Regions from separate parts of the Mus musculus genome. Here all the other regions are linked to region 3. Evidence: chromatin contacts called from public HiCAR-type and promoter capture Hi-C data. All regions are on one chromosome and are shown on one strand. Each heading gives the region's core, a stretch centred on a gene start, on an enhancer-like site or on the middle of the called end of the contact. The rest is flanking DNA. Distances are from core to core; before and after follow the strand shown.

The links. Promoter capture Hi-C pulls out the DNA fragments that hold promoters and counts their contacts. HiCAR-type assays count read pairs that join an accessible place to other places.
Region 1: a HiCAR-type map of astrocytes shows a contact between it and region 3, with 3 times the contacts expected there. The contact joins the promoter of Ninl here to the promoter of Nsfl1c in region 3. A contact is called at or near these places in 1 of 39 promoter capture datasets (embryonic stem cells), 3 of 115 datasets of contacts at active chromatin or transcription factors (astrocytes, embryonic stem cells and stem cell-derived neural progenitor cells) and 1 of 9 other capture datasets (adipose tissue).
Region 2: a promoter capture Hi-C map of embryonic stem cells shows a contact between it and region 3. The contact joins the promoter of Rspo4 here to the promoter of Nsfl1c in region 3. A contact is called at or near these places in 2 of 39 promoter capture datasets (embryonic stem cells and pre-B cells) and 2 of 484 Hi-C or Micro-C datasets (CD4 T cells and the G1E-ER4 cell line).

Annotation. Positions count from the first base shown.
Region 1 is chr2:151,008,064-151,011,810 of GRCm38.p6, reverse strand. Ninl (ninein-like) reads left to right here and starts at 2,413. Exons shown (of 24, transcript NM_207204.2): 1 at 2,413-2,580.
Region 2 is chr2:151,840,609-151,844,410 of GRCm38.p6, reverse strand. Rspo4 (R-spondin 4) reads right to left here and starts at 1,484. Exons shown (of 5, transcript NM_001040689.1): 1 at 1,259-1,484. The coding sequence starts at 1,337.
Region 3 is chr2:151,492,566-151,496,128 of GRCm38.p6, reverse strand. It overlaps Nsfl1c (NSFL1 (p97) cofactor (p47)), which reads right to left and starts at 1,947. Exons shown (of 10, transcript NM_198326.3): 1 at 1,717-1,947. The coding sequence starts at 1,821.

The DNA of each region.
Region 1 (3,747 bases), core at 1,164-3,663, 480 kb after region 3:
AAGAATCAAAGAAGTTATATCCACGGAGCAAAAAGACATTTTATTAGTGCTTCTCATTTCATCATATCTTGAGAATATAATGTTAAGACTGGAAATGTGTATCAGTGGTAGAACACATGCGTAGCAAACTGAAGGCTGTACCTTCCTGTTTGGCACCAGAACAAACAAACAAATAGAAGAGAAAAAAGCAATATTAGTTCAATGGTTTTACTGAGTAACAATATAAAATGTAAAGAGAGATGTGGCCATGGCACAGTGGATAATTTTTGAAAGAATTGTAAGTCAGGCTGGGGTGGTGAGCCAACAAGTTGCTCAGCATTTGCTGTGCTGCTGAGAATAGATAAGATACTGGCTTGGGCTGCTAAACCCACAGACTCTAGATCAGAAACCTTGTTTTCCCAGATCCTTGGTTTTAAAATGATACATTATATCCACAAATGAAAGAGGGTCGTATTTCCTCCTATGACAATGCAGCTTTTCTTGTTGGGAAGGCAAGTGTAATCTGCCCTTCAAAATGCCTTGCTGGGAATATTTAGAATGTATATCTCTATCTGGAAAGGTAACTTTCTTTATTTGGGAAACCAGGTAGTCTCAGAAACCTGATCCAAATGCCATTCCTTTAGTGATGGGGTGGAGACAGTGTTCTACCATTTATGGTTTTTTGGGGGGAGGGGGATGGGAAGTAATTACGTTTAAAAACATACAATCTTCTGGAGCCTGGGAGCCAGTTTAGCTGATAAAAGCACTTGCTGTACAAGGGTACACTCCATGAAGTGCATGCACTCCTCCACCACCACCCCTGTGTCACTAACGAAATTAGTGCGTTAGTGTGTAACCTTTAAAAGTCAAACAAATGAAACGTTCACAAAAAGAAGACCCACCAGAATGTGATGCTGTTGGGAGGTGTGGACTGGAATCTATAATCAGGTCTTCTAGTCATTGAGGAGGTGTCCCTAAAGGGAATCTGGCAGCCCCTGTCTCTCTCTCTGTCTCTGACTCTCATTCCAGCTCTGATGTGGTGACTTGCCACAAGCTCAGAAGCAACAAAGATAAATTGACCCTGGGTTGAAATCTCTAAAACTCCAAGTCCATAGAAACCCTATTCCCCCTTCTTTATTCTTACCTCAGCTATTTGCTATAGGTCGGGGGGGGGGGGGGGATGGAGTAACATGCCCCGCCCCGCTCCTCTCTGGCTAGGAGCCACTGCTGTGATGGCTAATTTGGGTTGCTGGTTTGGCTGGATCAATTAGTTCATGTCCCTGCAAAAAGTGTCTTTCACATCTCCATTTCACAGATGAACAAAGTGAAGATCTCCCAGATTGTGTAACTGGGTGGCACAAAGTCCAACATCCAGTGAATGGCCCTGTGAATCTCATCATCTAACTCTAAGTTCATTCTCTAACAGTACATGGAAAACCCAGAGTATAAGGAGATTTAGAGAATATATAGTCTTTAAAAATATTTCTAAAACTTATTGTGTGAATGTGTGTGTGCATGATGCTTATATGTCTGTGTTCAGAACGGCATGTGTCTCAGTGTGTGTGTGTGTGTGTGTGTGTGTGTGTGTGTGTGTGTGTGTAGTCAGAGGAAAGCTCTGTGGAGTTGATTTTTCTAAGGTTTTTTTTTTTTAATTATATGTATGGGTGCTTTGCCTCTATGTATATCTATGCAACACATGCACTCTTGGTGTCTGAGGAGAAGTCAACACTGGATCCCTTGGAACTAGAGTTACAGATAATTGTGAGCTGCCCTGTGGGTGCTCAGAATTGAACATGGGTCCTCAGGAAGAACAGCCAGTGTTCTTCACTGCTGAGCCATTTCTCCAGCACCTCCTATCACCTTTACATGTGTTCTGGGATTGAATTTAGGTCATCAGGCTAGCAAGGCAAGTGCTTTTACAAACTGAGCCATCTCCCTGGTCCTGATAAAATACACTCTGCACAGTGGCGACTATGGCATACCACACTTTGGGAACCTCAGGTTATAATCTAGAGGGAAGCAGGGCCCTGGTTATATGCCCCACAGCTACACCTCTGCCACAGGGTGTAGGCATGTCATGTCCATCACTGGTTGGGGCAAGTTATGACACATGAAAAGGGATACAGCCCAAGTATATGGTTCATCAGAGTACAGTATGGGCTTTTTACTGGTTCCTGGCTGCCTACCACTCTGTGGAATTCTTCCACTTGAAAGTACTTGAGTCTCTTATTTTTTAGTTTAGTTGTTGTTAGTTTTTTGTTTGTTTGTTTGTTTTTAACACCCTGTCTCCCAGAGCCTTGAAGTCATCCTGCATCCTCCTCTTCCATACCAGCTAGGCCCCTGGCCCAGCTCCGCCTGCCTCCTCGCCCCGCCCGTCCAAGCCCCGCCCCCAAGGAGCCCCGCCCCTTCCCTGGGGAGGCCCCGCGAGAACGAGGGGGCGGCGCCCAGAGGCCTTGGGAGCCCAGGGGAGCGCGGCCGGCAGACACAAAGAGCGGCCGAGGGACGCGCGCTGGGGTGTCCTACCCGGCTCGCTTTGCACCGGGCTGCCGGAGCCCGCATCCTGAACTCAGCGTTCAGAGAGCCGAGCCTCCCACTCCCCAGGTGAGTAGGGCGTGGGAGAGGGCTGAGGGGAGGGGAGCCGAGCCGAGCGGAGCCGAGGGGGGCCGAGCTGGGCCGAGGAGGGCCGAGCCGGGCCGAAGGGATCCGCATCCTCGTGCAGCGGCCGGTACACAGCGGAGCCGATGCTTGCGATGCAGGCGCGCGCTCAGAAAGCCACACCAGAGTCTCACTGCTCTGCGGCGCACTCGGACCGGGAACGGTGGTCCGCACCGAACTCAGCGTGCTAGTGGGGTGCAGCTGCCGCCCCAAATTTTGACGTACTCAGAGAGCGGGATGCCTGGGCCCGCCGTGCTTCCCGCCTTCGTCCTCTTTTGACGAGGGGAACCGGATCGGGAGGCGACCCCAGCCTGTGTCTGAGCCCCCTTCTCAGTGCCCCTGGGAAAGCCAGGGACCATGCTTGATTGAGAGCACCTATTGGCGTTGTTGCCGCGCGTCGGTCCCTCCTGTGACTGGTGAAGTCGTCCTTGCGATCTCTGGTTGTATTATCAGTTTGCACTTAGTTGTTGAAAACTGGGACACCTCTCTCTGGGGCGGAGAAGCCTGTTGCTTCTGTGTCAAGGTCGTCCCTGCCTGCGCACCATTCTGCTACTTTGTTGTGCACTTGCGAGGCTGGTCCATCGGTAATTGAGAAGCAGTGACCTGGTGTTTGGGCTCTAGCTGTCTCAGGCAACAAATTGCACGATGGGAGACCAACTTAAAGTTTCTTAAATACCTAAATTGTCAGGCGCTCTCTGTAGCTCGTTATATGGGGGTGGAAGAAAAGAGTGATGCCTTCTCTCTCCTCTACAACATTTAGCCGACTTTTAGAACCAGGAAGGAGGTCCAGAAATGGCCCTTGCAGAAGTTCACTTGATGCGCAAGGCAGGTAGCAGAGAGGGACCGTGAAGATGGTGTTTGCCTGAGATTTCCAGGTTCTTGACTATGGATTTACTGCTTTTAAAGCAGGGGTGTGTGGGAGAAAAGAAAAAGAGGGAAGAAGGTTGGTCAGTTTATGAACTACTGTGTGCAAGAACAGGCGCGAATGAGAAGGAACGTGCCTGTGGAGTTAGGGCAGTTAGGGCAGCAGCCAGCTTGCCTCTACTGTTCATTTTATGTTATCTGTTAGTGGCTTAGACGACTACAGATCAAACTAGTCTGTAGTCAGTTGCC
Region 2 (3,802 bases), core at 235-2,734, 350 kb before region 3:
AGCGGGGTGAAGGCCATTCACAAGCTTTCACCTTCAGGACCCCCAAGTCCCTGCAGCCTACCCGAGGTCCACCTACACCTCTATCCTCTCTGCTCTTTGTCCAACTCCCTTAACAGTTTCCCTAGGCCACGGCCTGATATTCCACCCCATACCTACTTCCCCACTGCCCCTGTGTTCCCTGCTTCCTTATAGGAGCTGCAACATCTGCGAAAGGCTTTCCACGCAGATGGACTAGAAGTCCCTATGGGTAAGGCCACTCTCACACACCCTACCATTCAGTATTCCCAGACTCAGGCTCTCAGTCAGAGAGCAAATCAGAGCTCCCACCTGCCCGTTGGACTGCTCAACAAAGCAACCTGCATGAATGTCTGGTTCCTGCTCTATAGAGTGAGATAGCCACTGTCATTAGGGCATCATAGGGGACCTAGGAAACAGTGTGTGTCTCACTCTTGGCATGGCAGCCAGCCTTTGGTAGTTGATGCACAGACAGGCATCCAGAGTCCTGGGGCCTTCCCTGTTCAGACACAGGGCTTGCTGGTCCTCTTGCCCTCCCAACACCAGCTCAGGTTCTGTCAACTCCAGCTCTGCAAGGGCAGTCTCACCTCACCTCCAAAATACATCTGACTGTGGCACTGAGGAACTGTGGCACAGACCCCAATGTTCACAGGGCCCAGGCGCGATTAGAGTCTCAGGTTCAAGTTTCCTTAGTGGCTCCAGGAGGTCCCAAGGAAAAATATCCTAAGATTCTGAGAGAGGACAAACTTCTTCCAGGTCATCCCCAGAAGACTTCAACTTGAACACAGGTCTCAGTCATGCTGATACCACTAGAGAGGCTTACCCAGATTAATTCTGGGAGTGTGGGGGTTGTGACAGCAGGGGTCAGGAGCAGTGATAGAACCCCCGAACCCCACATGAGCCCTGGAGTCACTGATCTTCATCCTGGCCCAGCGTGGATGCCTGGGCTGGCTTCTAAGTCACTAGCCCTGTCTTCTAGTTCATTGTTTCCAAGGGTGGTTCCTTGGGTTTTTGGTGTCTGTGGAGTTACCCTTGGGACACTGCTGGGAGGCTGGGGCCAGTGAGCCCGACCTCTAGTTCCCTCCCAGTAGTGCTTCCTAGGTCCAGGTTGTCGACAACTCCCCGTTCCGACCCTGAGTCAACAGTCCAGGCATCAGGCACCAGACAAATACCCATATCCGCTGGGCTACCACGAGTCTGTCTTGTAGTGCCTACCCCACCACCAGCCCGGCCACATCTGTACCTTGCTTCTTCCTTCGGTACAGGGCGAGCATGTCCACTGCGTGGGCGAGGAGCAGCAGCAGGCAGAGTGGAGCCCGCATCTGGGCAGCCTGGTGCTCCTGGCTCCCCGACGGCCCGGCAGCCTCTGTGCGGGGGACAGCCTGTGGCGCGCGTTGAGCATCCGCGGGTCGCTGGTCGCTACGGCCACCAGGGACCCGCCGGTGCGCCCAGGGCGCGGTGGGTCGAGTGAGGGCGTCAGCGCGGCCGCGCGGCCGGGGCGGGGAGGAGTCGGCGGCTGGGCGGCGCTTAACCCTCGGGGGGCCCTTGCGGGCGCAGCCCCACGCCCCTCGCACGTGCACAGGCCGGCTCTAGGTACACAAGCGCACACGCCGCACTGCACACTCACCCGGACAGACCCTCCCTCTGCCACTCTGGTCTTCCTCTTCCTCCTGTCCCCAGGACCGTCCTGGCTTGTTTTTCTGTTTATTCCCTGACTGCCTCACCTCCAACACAGGACTCTTGCCAAGCGCATGGGCCTCTCTGGCTCACTGTTCCGACCTGGCTAGCTTGGGTTCTGTGGTGTCTTGCCCTTTCCATATCTCCTCTGGGGTTGGGGGACGAGGGTAGGCGGAGTGGGGGAGGGGGGAGTGTGAGCAGGCTGCTGCTCCACTCTGTTGCTTTTTCTTTCTAGTTATCCCAAACACTTTCTGGTTGTAGCCTCTGAGCCTTTCCTGCTGCAGCCTTGGGGAGACCCTACTCTTTGACCCAGTGTCCAACACCGCATACTTTGCTTACCAAAGGACCTAGGACCCAGGGTATATTTCTTCCAGCCTTATCTCCAGGATTGGGTTGTTTTTTAACCTTTTCAGTGCCAAATTGCTCTTCCAATAAAACAATATTCTCCTGCCTCCTGTTACCCTGTGAACCAAGCCCATTCGCAGTGAAGCTGCCACAGAGAATGTTTGAGAGCCACGAACTTGACTTTCTGCTAAATACATGCATAAAAGCTTTAGAATAACGAACTTTCTCTTTTGACTAATTGTTCATTCGAAGGGGGAAGGGATTCGCAGAGAGACCAAGTAGTTTGCCCAAAACTGCACAGCAGCTCTATAGCCTTTCAGACGCGTCTCAGCTCAGCACACAGTCTCATCACCGAAGGGTGGAAGAGAGCCTTGGAGACCCAAAGGACCGTCTCGCTTCCTGTTTGCTACAAGTGTGACTTGTAGATAGAGAGAGGTCCTGAAGCTGCGGTCCTGCCCACTTATTCCTACACCACCAGCCCACCAGCACACACCTACCTCTGACCAGCCAGGTTCCGATGTCCTTGCTGTCTGTCTTCTCCCTTTCAGCCCAAGTCTCCACCTTCTCACAGTAGTTTGCAAGCTTTTCAAGCCTCTTATATGTGGTGTTTCTTTGTTGTTTGTTTGTTTGTGTTTGGTTTTGTGAGACACTGTTCTTGTGTATCCCAGGAACTCATTATGTAGATAAGGATGACCTTGAACTCCTGATCGTCTTCCCTCCATCTCCCAGGTGCTACTGAACAGGTCTGTAATACCACTTCTAGCTCCCTCTTACATCCTGAGCATCTTTTGTCTTGGCCTCTCCATGGATTGGTGGCCTAATTCCATTCCTCCACTGACTCTTTCAGAACCCAGTCATAATCTGACCCTCTTCCAGGGTTTTCTCTCTTTTTCTCAGTCCATACCTCTTCTGGGTATCCATATTTCCTCTTAACACATTGGTAAACATAGATATTTCTGTTTCTCCCTTTGCCCTAGTTATCCATGCCCCCCCCCCTTGGTTCCCATTCTTCGGGTACAGGTCCTTTACATGGCTTTTGCTATGACTCTGTCTAGAAAATTCTTCCATTTGTCCCCCTAGAACTTGGCTACAGCATGGCCTCCCCCCCCCCCAGACCTTCTCCCGTCACTGCAGAAGTACTGGACACTCATTCTGCTTGCCACCTCACTCTCCTCTTCTCTTTACAGAGCAGCCATCCACCACTGGCTTGGTTTTGGCTACAGCTTGCTTGCTTGTGAGTTATATGGGGGTAGCAACCATCTGTGTATTCTTCATGTGCCCAGCGTGTAAAATGATCACTCGATATTTTTGAAATGAGTAAATGTATGAATGAGTGAGATGAATGAGCGAATGGTCAAGCATTCACTAATCCCCAGATTTATTGTGGGACCTGTGGTGGCCTCCATGGGCTTGGATGTTTCAGTACTTGGTCCCCAGCTGGTGGTGCTGCTTGAGTAGATTTAGGAGGTGTGGCCTTGTTGAGGGTTACGTCACTGGGGGCGGGCATTGTTGTGGGGGCGGGCCTTGGGCTTTAAAAGCAGTGCACCATTCCCAACTCTTGCTCTTGCTCACACTCTGCCTCAGTTTTCCCCTTGTGGTGTGAGCCCTCAGTGCTCAGCTTTCAGCTCCGGCCACCATTTCTTCCATCTTGTTCCCACTGTTACGGACCCTAAATTCTGGAACCCTCAGACCAAAAAACCCTTCCCTCTGTAAGTTGTCTCCGCCATGGTGTTTGATCACAGCTGTAGAAAAGTAAAACCTCAAG
Region 3 (3,563 bases), core at 698-3,197:
ATGTTCTAAGAGGAAGAAGAGTATAGGGACAGATGCTACATTTCCTTTCTTTGTGAAGCCCGGTTCCTGTTTGAAATGGGGATGCTGTTCCACCAAACCTATAAAACTGAAGGAGATAATCACTAAAGTTAACGCAGTCACCTTAGCTTTACACATGTGAAAGCCCTTCATATGAGTCCTTTGGTCATTTGTGACTGTCGCCAACTCAATGAGAAGGCATTGATTTATCACACATTCTCCACACAAAGAGAGAAGACAGAACAATGAAGTCCCACGGAGATGGAGGAGGCACCTCCTGTCTAAAAGGTAACCAACTGTCTAGGAGGAAATGAGCTGTCATGGGACAATCAGTCTGAAGGTATTCTTCATGTAGTATAACCAGCTTCTGGGAAGTCATGTGCCATCGTAGGAGTTGTACTAAACTGACATTTAGAGAACCTGCATTCAAGTCCTGGCACTGCTAGTCAAGTTACCACACAGGTAAGAGCCTCAGTTCGGATGATCTACTGGGATAGAAGCTTTTCTCTTATGTATTTCCACTCAGCACAGAGGCTTCACAGCGCCTTTAAGAGCATCTTTCTGTTTGTTATGTTTTTGAAAGAGGGACTATTTACTCCTGGAACTATGTAGATCAGGCTGGTCTCGAACTCAGAGATCTTCTGCCTCCAGAGTGCTGAAAGAGTTAAAGGAATAAAGATCCCTAATGTTTGGGAAGCTAAATATTACAGTCAGTAGACATGGTTACATCAGAAAGCTCACACAGTGAGCACATTCGGTGTCCCTTTGAGGGTCCAATTCCTTATCCATAAGATAGGGTTAGTCTTTACCTGTTTAATTAGTAGTTAGCTCTTCAGCAAGTTATTTATCCTCCAAGTCTCAGCTGCAATGTGAGACATGTAAATGAGACATTCTGTAATGCTGAACAGTGCCTGGCTTGTTGTAGGTACTCAAGAAATATTAGTCATCGTCATCTACCTAAGATGTAGGCTGGCCAAGGACATTTATGCAATCAATTCTTTCTAACATTAATTACTGTGTTTCTGAGCAATAAGAGATGGGTGTTGCTCTAGGGATCAGAAGTGTGCAACATTTTATGCCTGGTGGAGCTTTGCCTTCTAAATTAATTCCTTAGTGACTATTTACTACATGCCAGTGAACAAGACAGTAAGTCCTAAGAAATTCCCATTTTACAGTTAACTACGAAATGTGCAGAGACCCCAAACGTGCGCCACAATCCCACAGGTAGTTTCTCCCTGCAATTAGGCAAGAGTGGGGCGTGGGCTGATGCCTTGCAGGGTTTCCCCCACCAGCACAGCATCCTTGCAGAAGCGGAATCGGAAGGCCACCGCGACCTCGGTGGGGCTCCATCTGGAAGCAGGGCACTCGATTCCACCCGGCCACCCGCAGGCACTCGCCGTGGCAGCCACGCCCCCAGGCGACGACTCCACGCGGACTGCGGCAGCGCCCAAAGTCTCGCCAACACTGCGAGCCCGCAGGAAAACAGAGGCCCTGCAAAGCAGGGCCCGCCCGCCTCCATGAACTTCCAAGCCAGGCCGGTGACGCGTGGCAAGCGACCCCAGGCACCATGAGGCCTGGGCCAGGCAGGGCCCAGCCCCGCAGGGATGACTGTGCGCTTCGGCCGCGTAGGGATCGCAGAGCCGACGCCGCACTCCGTATTCCCCAGCCCGTCCGAAGCGGCCCGCCTCGCGGCGCTACCTGCAGGTCCCAGCCAGCCGACTCCAGGAAGAAACGGGCCCTGTCCTCCTCAGTGCCAGTCACCGCCACGAACTCCCTCAACGCGTCCTGCCGCTCCTCCGCCATCTTCGCCCCGTGCACTTCCCAAACCGCTCCGGCGGACACTGCAACAGCCCGAACCCCAGGTCTGCGTTCCGCCCGCCGTTCTACCGCGTCCAGCCGCTGGGCGCCTGCTCGTAGGCTCCGCCCAATGCGGTGCCACAGGAAAAGCCCTCCGTGTGGGAAACCTAGCCGCCTCGCGCCCTCTGGTGGCCCCTATGTGAGCCTCACCTTAATGGCTGAAGTAGAAGGTCGATGGAAGTGAGTAGGGAGGGGCTGGTTTTCCCACAGGATGAAGTAGTCCCGAAATCAGATCCTGGAAATTACTCATGGTCTCATCCCTTTATTTCGTTAATTATTTATTTGCACATTAATTTCCTTCTTGAAGCATTACGCTGTCTATGGCTTGATGCTCTTCCAAGGGCTGTGGAAATAACAGAGATAAAACAAAGTATCCTGTCTTCTTGTTGCTTATGTCCTTTGACCCTAACAGTTCTAACCGATGCTCACATCCCCATGGTTTCCTATCTTAAACTAGTATAAGTCTCAGCCTGCCACTTTCCACAGCATCTAGCAAATCACCATTGCATTGCCACTGGCAGGCTGGCCCAGGACAAGGAGACTCAGAGCAGAGGTAAGATGGACATGTGTCACCTACAGAGAAAGTTTAGAGCTCTCTCTCCAACAGTGCTGCCCCTCAAGTGAAAGTGGGGACAAGTGAAGCTGGGAGCCTCCTAAGTCCATCTATTTATCCCTCATTTTCAAGGTTAAACTGTTACCATCCTACAATCTGCTAAGTTGGTGACCAGCAATTATTCTACCAGAACTTATTGAGTGTTCAGTGAGGTTCCTGTCAGCTGATTATATGCTTTGTTTTTCTCCTCTTCTTCCTATGCCTGACTCAGAGCCACATTCACTGTGCATGAAGCCACTACTAATGAATGTGTGAATGAATGAATAAGTGAATGGATGAAATAACACATGGATCAGACAATGAGGATCTCACAGGGAGTGGTCTATGCAAGAGCCCCTTTCAGTCTTTTTGTTCCACAGAGTCATACTATGAGAATGAAGAGCAGGAAGTAGCTCTGCCAGGGGCATCTCCAACTTCTAAGCCAGCCTCGGGCATGGCTGCAAACGCGACAGCACTGGATTGGTGTGAATACCGTCCTTTGGTATAACTGCAGATCAGTCCCACTGTAACCAACTGAAAAGGCCCACAGAGGCCATTTGGAACCTAACACATTGCAGAGAAGCAGTAAGGAGAACCCTATCTGCTTTTGATGCTGGTCCGATTCATAGTCAGCCCTCTGCCCAGCCTGACAGCTATCAAGAAGACTATAGGAATAATTGTGGGTGCAGGGCATTAGGGTTCCCTTAGCCTGCTGAAGGTGCTGTGTTCACATTATTATCTATTTCATCATAAAATAAACCTCTGCTAGGTAGAGGTTAGTATTCCCATTTTACAGGTAAAGACAGAAACCAGAGGTTCAGTAGGACCACACCTAATGAAAAGTACAACCTGGGCCTTGCCGTCCCAGCTTCTCAGGTGCCTGAGACTGAAAGAGTGACCTTGCAGAGCATATTTAAAGTCAGTCTGGGAAACAAAACTAAACCTGGTGAGAAAGTGAATCCATGCTAAAAGGCAGAGGATGCAGCCCAGTGCCAGAGGCCTTGCCTGTCATGGGAGAGGCTATAGTTTCAATCCCAGTTTTAAACAAATGTCCTAGCCTGGAAGTTTGGAGAAAGACTGACCAAGCCTCTATCTT